3 separate regions of the Mus musculus genome follow, and regions 1 and 2 are each linked to region 3. Evidence: chromatin contacts called from public Hi-C and HiCAR-type data. All regions are on one chromosome and are shown on one strand. The core of a region is the stretch at or near the end of the contact, and the rest is flanking DNA. Distances in the headings are between cores, read along the strand shown. Region 1 has its middle 63 kb from the start of Gm13497. Region 2 has its middle 31 kb from the start of Gm32360. Region 3 holds the start of Rbm43 (RNA binding motif protein 43).

Region 1 (4,534 bases), core at 1,617-4,116, 630 kb before region 3:
TGGGAGGCAGAGGCAGGCAGATTTCTGAGTTCGAGGCTAGCCTGGTCTACAAATTGAGTTTCAGGACAGCCAGAGCTACACAGAGAAATCTTGTCTCAAAAAAACCAAAACAACAACAACAACAACAACAACAAAAAAGACCCTTTACACATCAACCTGAGAAACAAATGTGTCAGTGAGATGCCTAGCACTGTAACAAAAAAACATGGTAAGCAACTGATAGGAAGTCCTAAATATTACAACCCTTCCAAGGCCATGCTTTTAGTGACTGGAAACCCTTCCATTATCTCATACCTCTTAAGGAACCTGTCATCTCTAATGGTACCATGGATCTGGAAGCAAGGTCAGAGCCTTGTGGGGTAGGGGTGGGGCTTCCAGATCCAAACTCTAGCAACCACTGAGCACATATTGCTATATCTGAAACAAATAAGAATCCACTAAGTTTTTAGTTAAACTGTGATTACCAAAACTACTTGTCACTAACTGAAACGCCAAAAGAGTAGCCAGCCCTTTGCTGTATTGGTATGACAGGAGTTCTTGGAAGCACCGATCGACCCTTGTGCCCCTGCCTCCACTGCTCAGGATAAGTTGTATCTACAGGACATCAGGACATCTTCATTTACTTATCATATTGTCTTTGATAAATAAGCCAGTGAACACAGAAAATGTATTCAAGATTATAGGAGCCTGTTTGGCAATGGCAAGACATTAATATTTTGAAGTAATAATAAAATAAAATAGTAATAATAACAAATAAATAATAAAAATAAAACAGTTAACAGTTAAATTATGAAAAGATTCAAAAGAAGATGGTTGATTGAAGAATTAGGGGGAAACCTGAAAGTTCTTTTGGAGCATTGATAAAGGCATTTCCACTAGCAATTGAGGAAAGATGCAGGATGCCATTTCTACTAGCAATTGAGGAAGGATGCAGGGCTCAACCTTGTTCTCTTGGGGGGGGGCTTCTCTGCCTAGGACCCACAGAGGACTCCTAAACCAATGGTCCTTGGACAAAATACAACATGACACACAAACAAAGAAAAAAAGTCTTATTCAAGTACACTTGGAGAAAATGGGAGCCAAGTCCTACAGGTAGCTGTGTTATAGAGGCATTCTGTGGTCCTTTCAGTGCTAGTACTCTTTGTTAACCTCAAAGACAGGGCATAAATGAGTCGTTTCTAAAACCAGAACACCCCTTAAAAGTATAGGAATATAAGTGGACATTGCATAGTTTTGAAGAATGTCAGTTTGGGAGACACAGCCCAAAGATACCAATTTACCTTGCATACAAAAAATTCAGGTATATCTGGAAAGTTTAGAAATATATTAGCTTTTTGTGCATCTCTCCTAAGATGTGCCAGGGACCTAATATTTTACCTGCAGTTTTCCCAGTTGTCAACTTTATTTCTTCTTTCACGTCCTTTTTCTTTGCATGAGAATGTCCAGGGTCACTTACTCAATTCATATTTTTACAGGTATAATTCACTGTCCATTTTAGTAGCTTGTATTAGTTGCTTTTCTTTTTATTTTATTTTTTCTCATTAAGTCACCTATTCCATCTATTTCCTTGGGTTTATAATACACATTCTTTGTTCCTTATTTTCTCTGCTATCCTCCACACACAGCATACATGCTCTAGAATGTTTCTTTGCTCAGTGTTGATTCCAGAAAATGCAACTACCTGCCTTATTTGAGAGCATAGCTGGGTGGGCTCTCTCTCTCTCTCTCTCTCTCTCTCTCTCTCTCTCTCTCTCTCTCTCTCTCTCTCTCTCTGTGTGTGTGTGTGTGTGTGTGTGTGTGTGTGTGTGTGTGTGGTGTTGATAGAGATACCTCCAAGGACAAGAGGTAAAGCACAGCCTAATTCATATTCAGCAGAGTCGTTTCTTTGGCAGCTGAAACAAACCTGCAGAAGTCCTGCTGTCACAGAAACAGACTCAGACACCCACCCCTGGCTCGTCCACCTGCACATACACTCAAGGGAGATTGTTCTCCTGGCTTTCGGATTACAGCTCCCTCACAGTGGGCTGTATCGCAGCCATGAGTCATGAGAAGCTGAAAGAGTCAAGGCCTGGTGATGCTTATAGGAACCTTTAGTGGGCAGAACATAATTACAAAATCCAGCCCTAAGTGCTATTTCTCATTATTTATCTTCCAAACTGCCTCCTCTGCCTCAGCACAACGTGACAAAAGGCCCTGGCTCATCTGAGTGACTGGAGAACGTGCTGCTTTGTTTGGTGAGATATTCTGGATCCTAAGTGCGGCTGGCTCTCTGGTTTGTGAACCTTGATCAGCAAGTGCTCTGCATTTCTCTGGTAGTCTTTGGAAACAGGTATGTAGATGATTCACAAGACTATTGAAGGTCTTTAAAAAAATGACAGATGAATCATAGAAAAGACGACTAGAGCAGTACAAAAAAAAAAGCTGAAAATGTTCTGCTTGTAACCACCCATCCTTAGTAATTATTCATTTGGGGAGAAAAAAAAATGGATTCACTTATTTTCACTTCCTGACATTAAAATGAACTATGAATGAACCTTCTTCTTCTTTTTTAAAAAAATAGTTGTTGTGTCTTGTTGCTTATTCATAAAAAGATGGAACTGTTTTCTACTGAGTGGTTTTCCTGTGATAATAATAAGCTTATCATTAGTTTGAATTTTCAACTCAAGTGTTCTCATCAAAGACGGCTGTTGAACAGAATGAGAAATTGTTGTCCCTTCCTGAGATTTTCTCAGCTCTCACCGGAAACATGCTCCCGCAAACACTGACCCAGCTCAACCCCACTCCGTTTCTCAGAGCAGATGAGGTCATGTCCTGGTGTGGTGGCGCTCTGCACTGCAGTCTCAATCATTTGACCATTGCTGGCATAAAAAAATGGGACCCAGGATTTTAGATTACACAGCCATCTAACAGAGGAGGGTACTGTCTGTACGGGGAACACTACATGATTCATTTTTTCTTAGAAAAAAAAATTAAAGTCATATTTCTTTGATGTGTCAGCAGTGTTGACTGAAAGCAGATTGCAGATTCTTTGTACTCAACTAGAGGGAGAAATCCAGGGAGGGAAAGCAAGAGAGCAAATGTGAGGTTTCTCTTCAATCAAGCAGGGTTAGCGCTGTTTCTAGCAAATTCACCTAAATCAAGTGCATAGCTCTTGGAATGTAATAGTGTAACCTAATGATGCTCACAGAGAGGCCATAGGAAGAGGAAAATGAGAAGAGAAATAATTATTCTTGTCTGTCTAGGGAGAGAAATGCATGGGGAGGGGACACACAGAGCCTGAAATGTTGGTGTGCAGTGGGAATACAAGGACGCACATTGAGAGCTACAGGAAGAGGAAGAGATCATTCCCGAAATAATTTGGAAGTAGGACCAGAGGCTATACCGAGGCTCTCTGTTATCTTTGTTCTTCCTCTCGCGTCATTCTACTGGGATCCCATCAGGCTCTCTACAAAGATGCACAATGTCTATGGACAATAAACATTACACCTGCCCGAGAGTGGGGGGAAATTAGCCCACTAAACACAAGAAGTTCAGCTGTGCCATCCCTAAAGCTTTCTGGGAAAGAATGGCTTGGAGCTATGGAAGAACATAGGCATTTTCTGGAGGCAGAAGGAAGGGTAGTGACTCATCTGCTTCCTTTATATGGAAATTATCCTCTGTGTCCCCTTGGGCTGCAAGGATTCCCATAGTTGAGGATTGCTACTGCCTGATAATGTCTCCTAGAACAGCATCACTGTGCTGTAGTCTTTTATTCACTTAGAAGCTTCAATGCCTGTGTCTTCCTTCTTTGACTATCACTGATTGTGCCCTCAAACCAAGGGTGAAACAAACCTAGGGATGATTTCTAAGGTCTGCACACTCTGGTACCAGAAAGATACTGGGAGTTCCAGGAACTCCTTGGAAAACAACCAAGTATGCAGATGTAACAAGGTAGTTGCTGTTTGATCTCTGAACAATACACACTTTCTCTAACTAAGATGGCCAGCTCACCCAGGGCTCAAAAGACAGCCTGCTATATGCAATTAGAATCTTACTGAAAAGTAAGAGAATTAACAGAGTGGATTTAGCTGATTGCAGCAAATCACAACTAAGGTAATGAACTTGAATGCATGGTAAACAACACGACTTTCTACCAGCTGAGTTAGATGCAACTTCTTGTGCTCAGCTTGGGCTTTTTGATGTTTCCGTGGCTGTTGTTTTAAAATCATGAATAGCAGCAAGGATGCCTAGATGGACCTTCACATCATGAGCACAGCACTGTTCACACCAAAATCGTAAAATATCCTCAACAAATGGAGTTAGAAAGAACACCTGCCAAGGCTCCCTTCATTGCTTTGCAGGAAGCTTTACAAATGGTGCCATGAGAGTCATTCTAAATTAGACTATCAGGCTGACAGGCCTAGCATCACTGGCTTGCACAAACCTCATCGAATGTGACAGGATGGAAATCTAGGTGGCATAATGAGGCATGGGAGCAATATTTTCAAGGGTGCTAATAGTTATTCCACGGATCTTTCCCCTCAAGGCAAGTAAG
Region 2 (4,336 bases), core at 260-2,759, 880 kb before region 3:
TGAAAATTTCCTATCATTTATGTAAGGAAAATATAAATATCACCGATCAGATTAAATGGCTAACAATATGAACAGGGGATTTAAAAAGCAGGAAAATAGCCGGGCGTGGTGGCGCACGCCTTTAATCCCAGCACTCGGGAGGCAGAGGCAGGCGGATTTCTGAGTTCGAGGCCAGTCTGGTCTACAGAGTGAGTTCCAGGACAGCCAGGGCTACACAGAGAAACCCTGTCTCGAATAACCAAAAAAACAAACCAAAACCAAAAAAAAAAAAGCAGGAAAATACAAACTGATGATATTCATTTTTAAAGGGCAATGTTTCCTATAAGGACAGTTGAAATAAACCACAGCCTTTTAAACTGAAATATCAACATCAAATAACAACAGTATCATGTGTTGGAAAGAATGTTTAAGGAAACACCACCTCAGATTGTCTTATAGGGATGAAATCTGATAGTAGCTTTTAAAGCTGAAGTTGGGCAATTGCCACAAGAATGGCAGAAGTAATCAAAGCCTTTGTCTCCGGTATCTCCACTCCTTGGAGTTTATCCAAACAAAACAAGCGGAAAAACGGAAGCAGATAAATGTGATGAAGGTTCAAAATCCATGCCCTAAGTAAAACTTGAACATGTAAAACTTGGGCTGCTAAAAGAATTAGCCTGGTCCACACAGAGCAAGTCCCAGAACAGCCAGGGCTACTCAGAAAACCCCCATCTCAAAATTTAAAAATGTAATGACATTTTATTTCAGTAAAGATAATATTTGTAAACACTATTTAATGTCTTAAAAATATTTTGCACACAATGGTAAGAACCCAGACAAAATGTCTAAGTTCAGTATTGGTTTGCAACCACAGGGAAATGCACAGAGATTCTTTCATGATGAGAAGTAAATTATGATTTTTAAAGATATCATTAGCCAATTGTAAAGTGACATATCTTTTCTATGACATATCTTTTCCATTCTTTCTTATATTCTTCTATGTCTTTCTGCCCTGAAGTGTTTTTCTTCTCACGAAATATGTAACTTTGTAAAGATGTAACCTCTGAGAAACAACAAATAGATTTTTTTTCTTCTGTCCTTTGAAGATGGAGGAAAAGTTCTGGGCCAGTGAAAGAGGGAGCTCTGGGTATTTCCTTTTCCCACCAGACTGAAACAATCTCAGTAGAATGTTAACAAGCACGGCTGTCTGTGTGTAACATTACCTCTTCCACCACCTCGGCCTCACCCCACCCTCTTTTTATGTTGCTTAGTCATGCATCGTTTCAGAGGCCATGAAATCTGGCTCAGGGGTTTGCTGCCAGAGAGTTGGAGTGAAGTCTCTTGCTTCCAGAGGAATTAGTTTAAACCAGCCATGAAGAAAATGAAGACAGGCATACAGGCAGAAAAAAAAAAAAAAAAGTCAAGGTCCAAACTCCAAATTTCATGTTGACCAGGAAATGAAGGGAGGGACTTGAAGAGCGGATGTCACTGTGGATAGATAGCACTGGTGTGGAAGACCTTTGGTCAGAGGTAGAGGTGTGCTCACCCACAGCTGAGGGACTTCTCCCTGCACCCAAAGGGATTCCGGCTACATCTGGTTTGGGTCCACCAGGAATCATGAGGCTGACTCTGTAACAAGTAAACTATAATTCCCCGAGGAATAATTCCAGGCATTTTGACAATTCTGAATTATGTCGCTGTTAAAGCTTGGCGACCTTTACCATACATCTTATTTTATGGGTAAATTTGTCAGCTTTTTCTGTAATTACAATTCCACTCTCTAGCATTCAGTTCTTTTATTTTTCTTACAGAGAAACAACACCTTCTTCTCCACCCCTCTTTTATGCGACCCTGATTTCTGTTGGAGAGATTACTGTAGTTTTGAAAATGAAGGCTTAAATGTTCGAATCTAGCCCCTCCTCCAACTCCAGTTTGAGGCCTTAAGGGTATCTTCTTAGAGAAAATCTGTCCTGTGCATTTGCTGGTAGGAAACAGTCAGCTAGATCCTTGCTTTGCAGGACTAAGCCATCAATTCGTAGGACTTAGGTGCAAGCTACTGCTGGCTCCTTCCTCATGCAGTCCCTCAGGGCTCCTGCCACAGGCTCAGCTCTGATAGTAACCCATCCCACATTCCCACCGGTTCAGGTTTCAAAGACTCCATGAGGTAATTATATCTTGATTAAGACATCTCTATCATTTAGCTTGAGATCATGAAGACACGCTGGAGCCAGGCACAGTGGTACCTATCTGTTGCACCCATGACAATGGAAGGAGACCAGAAGTTCAAGGCCAGCTTGGGGCTACAGAGCATAAATCTAGCTCAAAAACAAACAAGCAAACAATGCAAAATCCCCACAAGGACTAACAATATTTCCTGTCACAAAATATGTGGCTTCTATTGTTATGTTTAAATGTCAAAGCAACTGTGTGAAAATGGTCATTTTAATGGTGGCTTAGAGTAGAACCTGTTAGGTATGGTGTATTTCTGCAAAATGTGTCATGGTTGTGCATCTCTGAAGGCACAGGCAGTACAATACACAAAAACAAATTAACATCAGGGCATACTTTTAAAAAAAAAAAAAAACTTTCTGTCTAGAGTGTGAACCTTGCCAGAAAGAAAGCAAATGTCGCTGTGCGAAGATACAAGAATTGGAAGGCTTTAGACTTCTTCACATCAGCCAGGAGAAACTGTATGACACAGGACTACCTGATAGGCATTTATTTAAATCTGTAACTCTGGAGTCAGCTAGACTTTCATTCCATTATTAAGGACTGAAGTTTTAAAGATAGTTTTAGACCTAAGTGATTTAAAAAACAACAAACAAACAAACACTACCAAATGCTTCCCTAGGAAGCTCTCTGAGAGTTCTTCCATGAAATGATGGGAGAAGACTTGGGTCTTCAGTAGGAGAATGAAGCAAGGAGGAGTCCCCACAGAGCCACCATGTAGCAGGAGACCTCCAGCATACAGGATAGCAGCTCAGGCAAGAGAGCTCCCATAGAAGAAGCTCGCAGAACACCCAATACCTGTGAAAAAACACTAAGAGAAGAATCATACGAGACTTAGTTACTGAACAGCACTCAGGAAACTGAGAAAGGCAAACAATATTATTTATTAATCATAAAATTGTATTAGTTTTTCAGAATTTCATAATGCATAAATTATGTGTTGATCATATTCCCAAGCTGCTCTCAGATCCACCCCCAATTCCCCACGCCTCCAAGTTCATACCCTCTCTTTTCTTCTTGCAGTAAGCCACTGAGTTCCATCTGTGCCGCCTATTCATTCATAGACCCTGACAGACACATCAGAGGACACATACCAGGGGACAACCACTCAACAAAACCTGACTCTCCTCCCCTAGAAGCCATCAACTCTAAATAGCTCCTCAGCTGGAGTGGGGGCTCACAGGCCCCGCCTCCCTCAGCACTGGAAGGTTGAGTGACATGATCTGTTCAGGCATCCGCACTGCTGTGAGTTCAGGAGCATAGCAACCCTACCACATCTGGAAAACCCTGGTTCACTCTCATCTTCCCCAATAATTTAATAATATATAATTCAATGATTGTATGTTTTGTTTTTGTTTTTGTTTTTTTTTACAAAGTTAAATGATGTACAGAGTACAGATGATAACTATGAGCAAATTAAGATGTAACTATATTAGAGAACTGAAATAAGAAGACATCCCTAGCAAGATGATGGAAGAAAATTCAAATCATACCCCTTGTAGTGAAGAATCAATGAATAGAGGGGGTAAGGGGGAGGGGAGTGTGGAAACCCTCATGGAGTGGGCTGGGCATTGTGGCTCAGTGGAAAGAACTTGTGTTATGCAGCCATGAGGGCCTAAGTTGGAATCACAGCACACATATAAAAAGCAGAGAATGGCTGTGTGTACCTATAACCCCCTAGTAGGGGATGGAGATGGGTGGATGCCTAGAGATTACTGGCCAGCCAGTTTAGCTGAAACTGAGTGCTTTTGGTTCAGACTGCCGAAGGATGACAAGACAGAAAAGTCTTGCTCTGCCGGGCGTGGTGGCGCACACCTTTAATCCCAGCACTCAGGAGGCAGAGGCAGGGGGATTTCTGAGTTCGAGGCCAGCCTGGTCTACAGAGTGAGTTCCAGGACAGCCAGGGCAACACAGAGAAACCCTATCTCGAAAAACCAAAAAAAAAAAAAAGAAAAAAAGAAAAAAGAAAGAAAGAAATGTCTTGCTCTGGTTTTCGCATGCCTCAGGAACAGATGCTCCTGTACACTCTTTTGTGTAGTCCACAGATATACACTACACAACAGTGTACTATACACACACACACAAACACACACCATGAACAAAACAAACAAGCAATTTATAAATACAG
Region 3 (4,695 bases), core at 820-3,319:
AAACAGAGCATCTCATTTCGAACACATACCACCCACAATAAAATCCTGTAAGACTACAGTAAAGGCCATCCAGGATTAAGAAGCAAGATTAATTCTGGCTAAAGCACGAAAGGCTCTGTGAATGAGAGGCCTTGAAGGCTGGGGCAGAACTGGAGTTGAGACAACAAAATATCAAGAAAAAAGAAGTTTTCAGGCTGAGCAGTGGCAGTGCACACCTTAGATCCCAGCACTGGGAGGCAGAGGCAGGTGGATCTCCATGAGTGTGAGGTCACAATGCTCTATAAAGCTAGTTCCACGACAGCCAAGGCTACATAGAGAAACACCGTCTTGGACAACCAAACCAAAAAGAGGGGGAGGGAGGAGGAGGGGCGGGGAGGGGGGAGGAGGGAGGGGAGAGGAACAGGGGGAAGTTGTTTTCAGCACACAAAGCTGGGGCAGGGATGTGGGGAGGGGGGGGGGGCATGGCTCATGTTGGTCGAATACAAGGCAAAGGGAGACCTCCTGAAGATAAAATTCTCAAAACTGTAAAAAGTTAAAACTTACTGGGTATATGACAAAAAAGACACTTTAATGGAAGTAAACTATTTGTCTTCTAGATGGTATAGTGAAAAGATGAAAATATACCTCAGTCTAGTCCTCAGACACTTAATGCAATTTCCCTTACAAGAGGAACTTTTCAGACTTCCAGCCTGTGTGACTTCCTGGCTTTTATCTCTGCAGCACAGTTCCCTGACAGCCCACGCCAGCCTCCTTGGTAAGTGGCTCATGAACTACAGACCTTCCAGCCATTCATCAATATCAAAGACAAATATCCATTTAAGCTCAGGAGAGCTCCACACCTCATCAGCACTAATGCGTTTCTTAATTCAAGTGTCTACGCACACGTTATCTTTAGAATCACCTTGTTCTGCAAGACCTCACTTCATTCCGTGGTCTCGTCAACGTCCTGCACATCCTTTCTTCACTAACTCACTTAAGTCTGAGGACATGTGGCTACATGCCTTCTCCTGAGACCCGTTATAAGCAGAGAATGACCTGTCTTCCTCTGTGCACAGTGAAGAAGAAAAACAATCCACTCAAAGACTATGAAATACGGGAATTTCAGCAGAGGTGTGGTGCCATTTTACAGTTTCCATGCTCTGCTTTAAGAAGCTCTGGCCTTGATGTCAGAAAGGAAGGAAGGAAGGAGAAAAAGAGGGAGAGAGAGGGAGACAGACAGACAGACTGACAGTGGTGTAAAGTAACACTTTCTTCTTAAGTGTGGCACTAAGAAGAAATATTTCATTTGCTGTTTTGTTTTCTATTTGTTTTCTCAATAGTTTATTTTCATGCACTATACCTTGACTCTCACCAAGTAAAACACACACACACACACACACACACACACACACACACACACACACACACACACACACACACAAAATCAGGTAAAATATATATAGAAACTCACGCACTCACTGTAACAGCTCCAAAACACAGTCATCTAGGCAAAACCCCGGGTCCCTGGTCAAAGGCCTAGCTCTGACGGAGAGAGGGACAGCAAGCCAGTGCCTTCAGCTCAGACACTTCTTACTGGCTCCTTCCAGTAGTTAGCCTCCATTTCTGGGTCACTGTCCTCGCCCCCACTCCTAACCGCAGTCCCGCCCAAACCACCTTCCGGACAAAACCCGTGAGTCCCTGCCTATTGAGCAGGGGCGGGTGAGAAAAGAGGCCGTATCCCCACGCGTGGGAGCCAGACCTGCTGCGCCCGTGACGGCCACTTCGGGGCGCGCGACCGCGCAGGACACGTGCTCCGGGACCCTCGGCGCGCCTTCCTGCACTGCAACCCGGGGAAAAGCGACTTGCCAGGCCTCGGAGATGTTCGAGCAGCGGGAGCGCTAAACTGGAGGTGAACGGGTTCCGCTTTCGCTTTCCAGTTCCGTTTCCTTGGAGACTCAGTTTGGAAGGGCGGAGCCCGGCTGGGTCGGTCCCTTGGCGCCTTTGAGGTACCTGTGCAAGATGCCCCAGGGGCATCTGGGCTTCTCTCCAAACTCATTCCTAGGCTTTGCCCCGTCTCTCCAGCGCATTCTCAAACCCGATCCCCGACACTTCCTTCCCGCCAGCAGGGTCCGCCCAGGCTCATCACCGGTGGAACGCAGAGCACATGAAGAAGGTACCCTGCTGCCCACAAAACTCAATCACTTGGCCGAATGGCCCTGGAGCCTGGGACACAAGAAATCTAGCCCAGTAAAATCAAAGAAATATAAAGGCAAAAGCAGAGCACGAACTCCCTTGTAAAGAAATAGAAACTGAAATTGGGAGATACCAATTTTCAACCGGTGTGCTCAAATTAGCAGATCCCACAAACCAGTTTAGATGCAAACATTTCTAAAGATTTGGACATCTCTCAGGGACTCAGAATACAGCTCCCCACATAAGCACTTTAGCTTGCCCTATTCCTGAAGCCAAGTCCCTCTGACCCCTTCCTGACTCTCTCCTGCATTTTTGTTGACCCTAAGCCAGTCACAGAAAACAGGATTCTTCTTCCCCAACGTTGGGTCATATAAAATAGACACCTCTCGTCCCAAACAAGCTATGAAACATACTCCCCTCTCTCTGAGGGAAGTCCCATTCCCGCATTAAGGAATGCTGCACAGAGCAAAGATGAATCCAGACAGGCTGGGATGGCTAATCTTGACTGTCAACTTGATTAATTTGGGAAGAGGACCTTCAACTGAGAAACTACCTCTGTACTGTAGGCATGTCTGTGGCATTTTCTGTCCTTTTTTCATTTTTTGGTTTTTCGAGATAGGATTTCTCTGTGTAACTCTGGCTGTCCTGGAACTTGCTCTGTATACCAGGTTAGCCTCGAACACAGGGATATCTGCCTGCCTTGGCTAGAATTAAAGGGGTGTACTGCCGCTATTGGAGTGTGGCATTTTCTTGATTGCTAATTTATGCAGAAGAGGTGAGCCTCCTGTGGGCGGTACCATCCTTAGGCAGGTGAAAGTGAGCAGACAGGAAGTGGTCAGCAGCAGTTCCGCCAGGCTCCTGCTTCAGGTTCCTGGCTTGCGCTGCTGTAACCTATAAACCAAAATAGACCTTGACCTTCCCAGGGTGCTTTGGGTCATGGAGTTTATCCAGCAATAGAGAGCAAACCAGAACAAGAAAGCGAACTTCTGTCCAGTCACAGTTCCCAAAGCTGTCCAATCTTTATCTACCTTGAGCATAAAAACTGTATTTTTCGGGCCTCTGGCTGTTTCTCTCGGATGACCTCTGTGTCACATTCAATGGTGATAAGCTATTAATAAAATTAGTATGCTGTTCTGATGCTCTTCTTCTTTTCAGTAGGATTGGTAGCCGTGACCTTTACCGTGACTAAGGTAAAGGTCTTCCTGTTCTAGCATTATCAAAATACAAAGACATGCAAGCGTGTAAATGTGCAATTATCCTCAAACTTAGCAGCTCTACTCTTGGAAGTTCCCTTCCAACACTAGTGCATGAGTGACCCCAAGAGGCCGGACAGAAATGAATATATGCTGCTTGTAGTGAGGAGTCCACTCAGCTCACCAATGAAAGGACCTACTTACATACTTGATGGTACTTCACAGCTATGAAGATTTTAGGACAGAATGAGATAGGTCTCCTCTCCATGTAATTATATAGTTCCTCAATTTATAGTTTATCTCCAGATCTTCCTGTCTCGGCCTTCAAAGTGCTAGGATTTCAAGCTGATGCCACCATGCTGACACATCCCCACTATGCCAATTTGAATGTCTAATAAAGTGTAATGAGAGCAAACAGAAAGAACACTTTTTTCCCCTATGTTTTGGATTGAAGCCAGTGCCTGTGCACGAGAGGCCAGCACTATCCTCCTGACTCCCTGCTTCCTACTCTATCAGCTTGCTTACACCCCCACATTTATGTTCTTGATACAGCATGGTGTCTTCCTTTCCTTTTGCTGCAATCAAATCCCTGGACATAATCAGGTTAATGGAGAAAGGGTTTCTCCTGGCTCACAGTTTCATCTGCAGGATGGCAGGAACTTGAGACAACCAATGGCACCACACCCACAGACAGGAGCAGAAAGCAATGGACTAACAACTGCTTAGCTTGATTCCTCCTCTCTTATGCAACTTATGCGACCCAGGATCCCTTGCTCAGAGAACAGCGCCACCACTATTATAACCACAGAGATGCAGTAGCCTAGACAATCCCTCACTGAAACGTTTTCTAGGCGATTCTAGCTACATTGTGTCAAATGTGTCGTGGTAAATTCCCAACCCAAATAACCCCGTGCAAAGAAAACACAACTCAATTAGTATGAATATAAGCTGCAGGCCTAGGTTGGGCAGATCTCCCACTGCACTACTCTATTCTCCAGCTGTGAGATCCCTTATAACTTGTGGGTTCCCTAAACCTCCTGCTTTTGCTCCATTTTCCTTCCAACTCCTCCTCCTCCATCATCCTCTCTTCTCTCCCTCTCCTCCTTCTCCCTAAAACTTTTTAGCTCCACCTTCCCTTCCACTGCCAATCACCTGCTCTAGCCTTTATTTTGCAAGTTAAAATGGGCAGAAAGCTCACAAAACGTTACCTGAGTATTTGATTCACTCCTTGTCCCAGGCAGCCCCTCTTGGGGAAGCAGAATTAGCATCAAAATACAAGCAGCACCAGAGCAATCCACAATACAAATTGGCAAAACTAAACTTAATATAC

Evidence for each region. A called contact is a pair of places that touch in the nucleus more often than the background predicts. HiCAR-type assays count read pairs that join an accessible place to other places.
Region 1: a contact with region 3 is called in a Hi-C map of bone marrow-derived macrophages, with 13 read pairs. The contact joins the enhancer-like site here to the promoter of Rbm43 in region 3. A contact is called at or near these places in 1 of 39 promoter capture datasets (hippocampal neurons), 1 of 484 Hi-C or Micro-C datasets (bone marrow-derived macrophages) and 2 of 9 other capture datasets (adipose tissue and embryonic stem cells).
Region 2: a HiCAR-type map of astrocytes shows a contact between it and region 3, with 3 times the contacts expected there. The contact joins the enhancer-like site here to the promoter of Rbm43 in region 3. A contact is called at or near these places in 6 of 39 promoter capture datasets (the 3T3-L1 cell line, cranial neural crest, embryonic stem cells and 3 more), 2 of 115 datasets of contacts at active chromatin or transcription factors (astrocytes and stem cell-derived neural progenitor cells) and 1 of 9 other capture datasets (embryonic stem cells).

Annotation. Positions count from the first base shown.
Region 1 is chr2:51,302,810-51,307,343 of GRCm38.p6, forward strand. No RefSeq gene overlaps it. Among named protein-coding and RNA genes, the nearest start is that of Gm13497, 63 kb to the left of the region's middle. Within about 2 kb of position 2,867, at least 64 of the 459 cell types and tissues checked have an H3K27ac peak or open chromatin away from gene starts, as enhancers often do. A contact at or near this core is called in adipose tissue and bone marrow-derived macrophages, where this site is marked.
Region 2 is chr2:51,055,027-51,059,362 of GRCm38.p6, forward strand. No RefSeq gene overlaps it. Among named protein-coding and RNA genes, the nearest start is that of Gm32360, 31 kb to the right of the region's middle. Within about 2 kb of position 1,510, at least 70 of the 459 cell types and tissues checked have an H3K27ac peak or open chromatin away from gene starts, as enhancers often do.
Region 3 is chr2:51,933,094-51,937,788 of GRCm38.p6, forward strand. Rbm43 (RNA binding motif protein 43) reads right to left here and starts at 2,070. Exons shown (of 5, transcript NM_001141981.2): 1 at 1,739-2,070.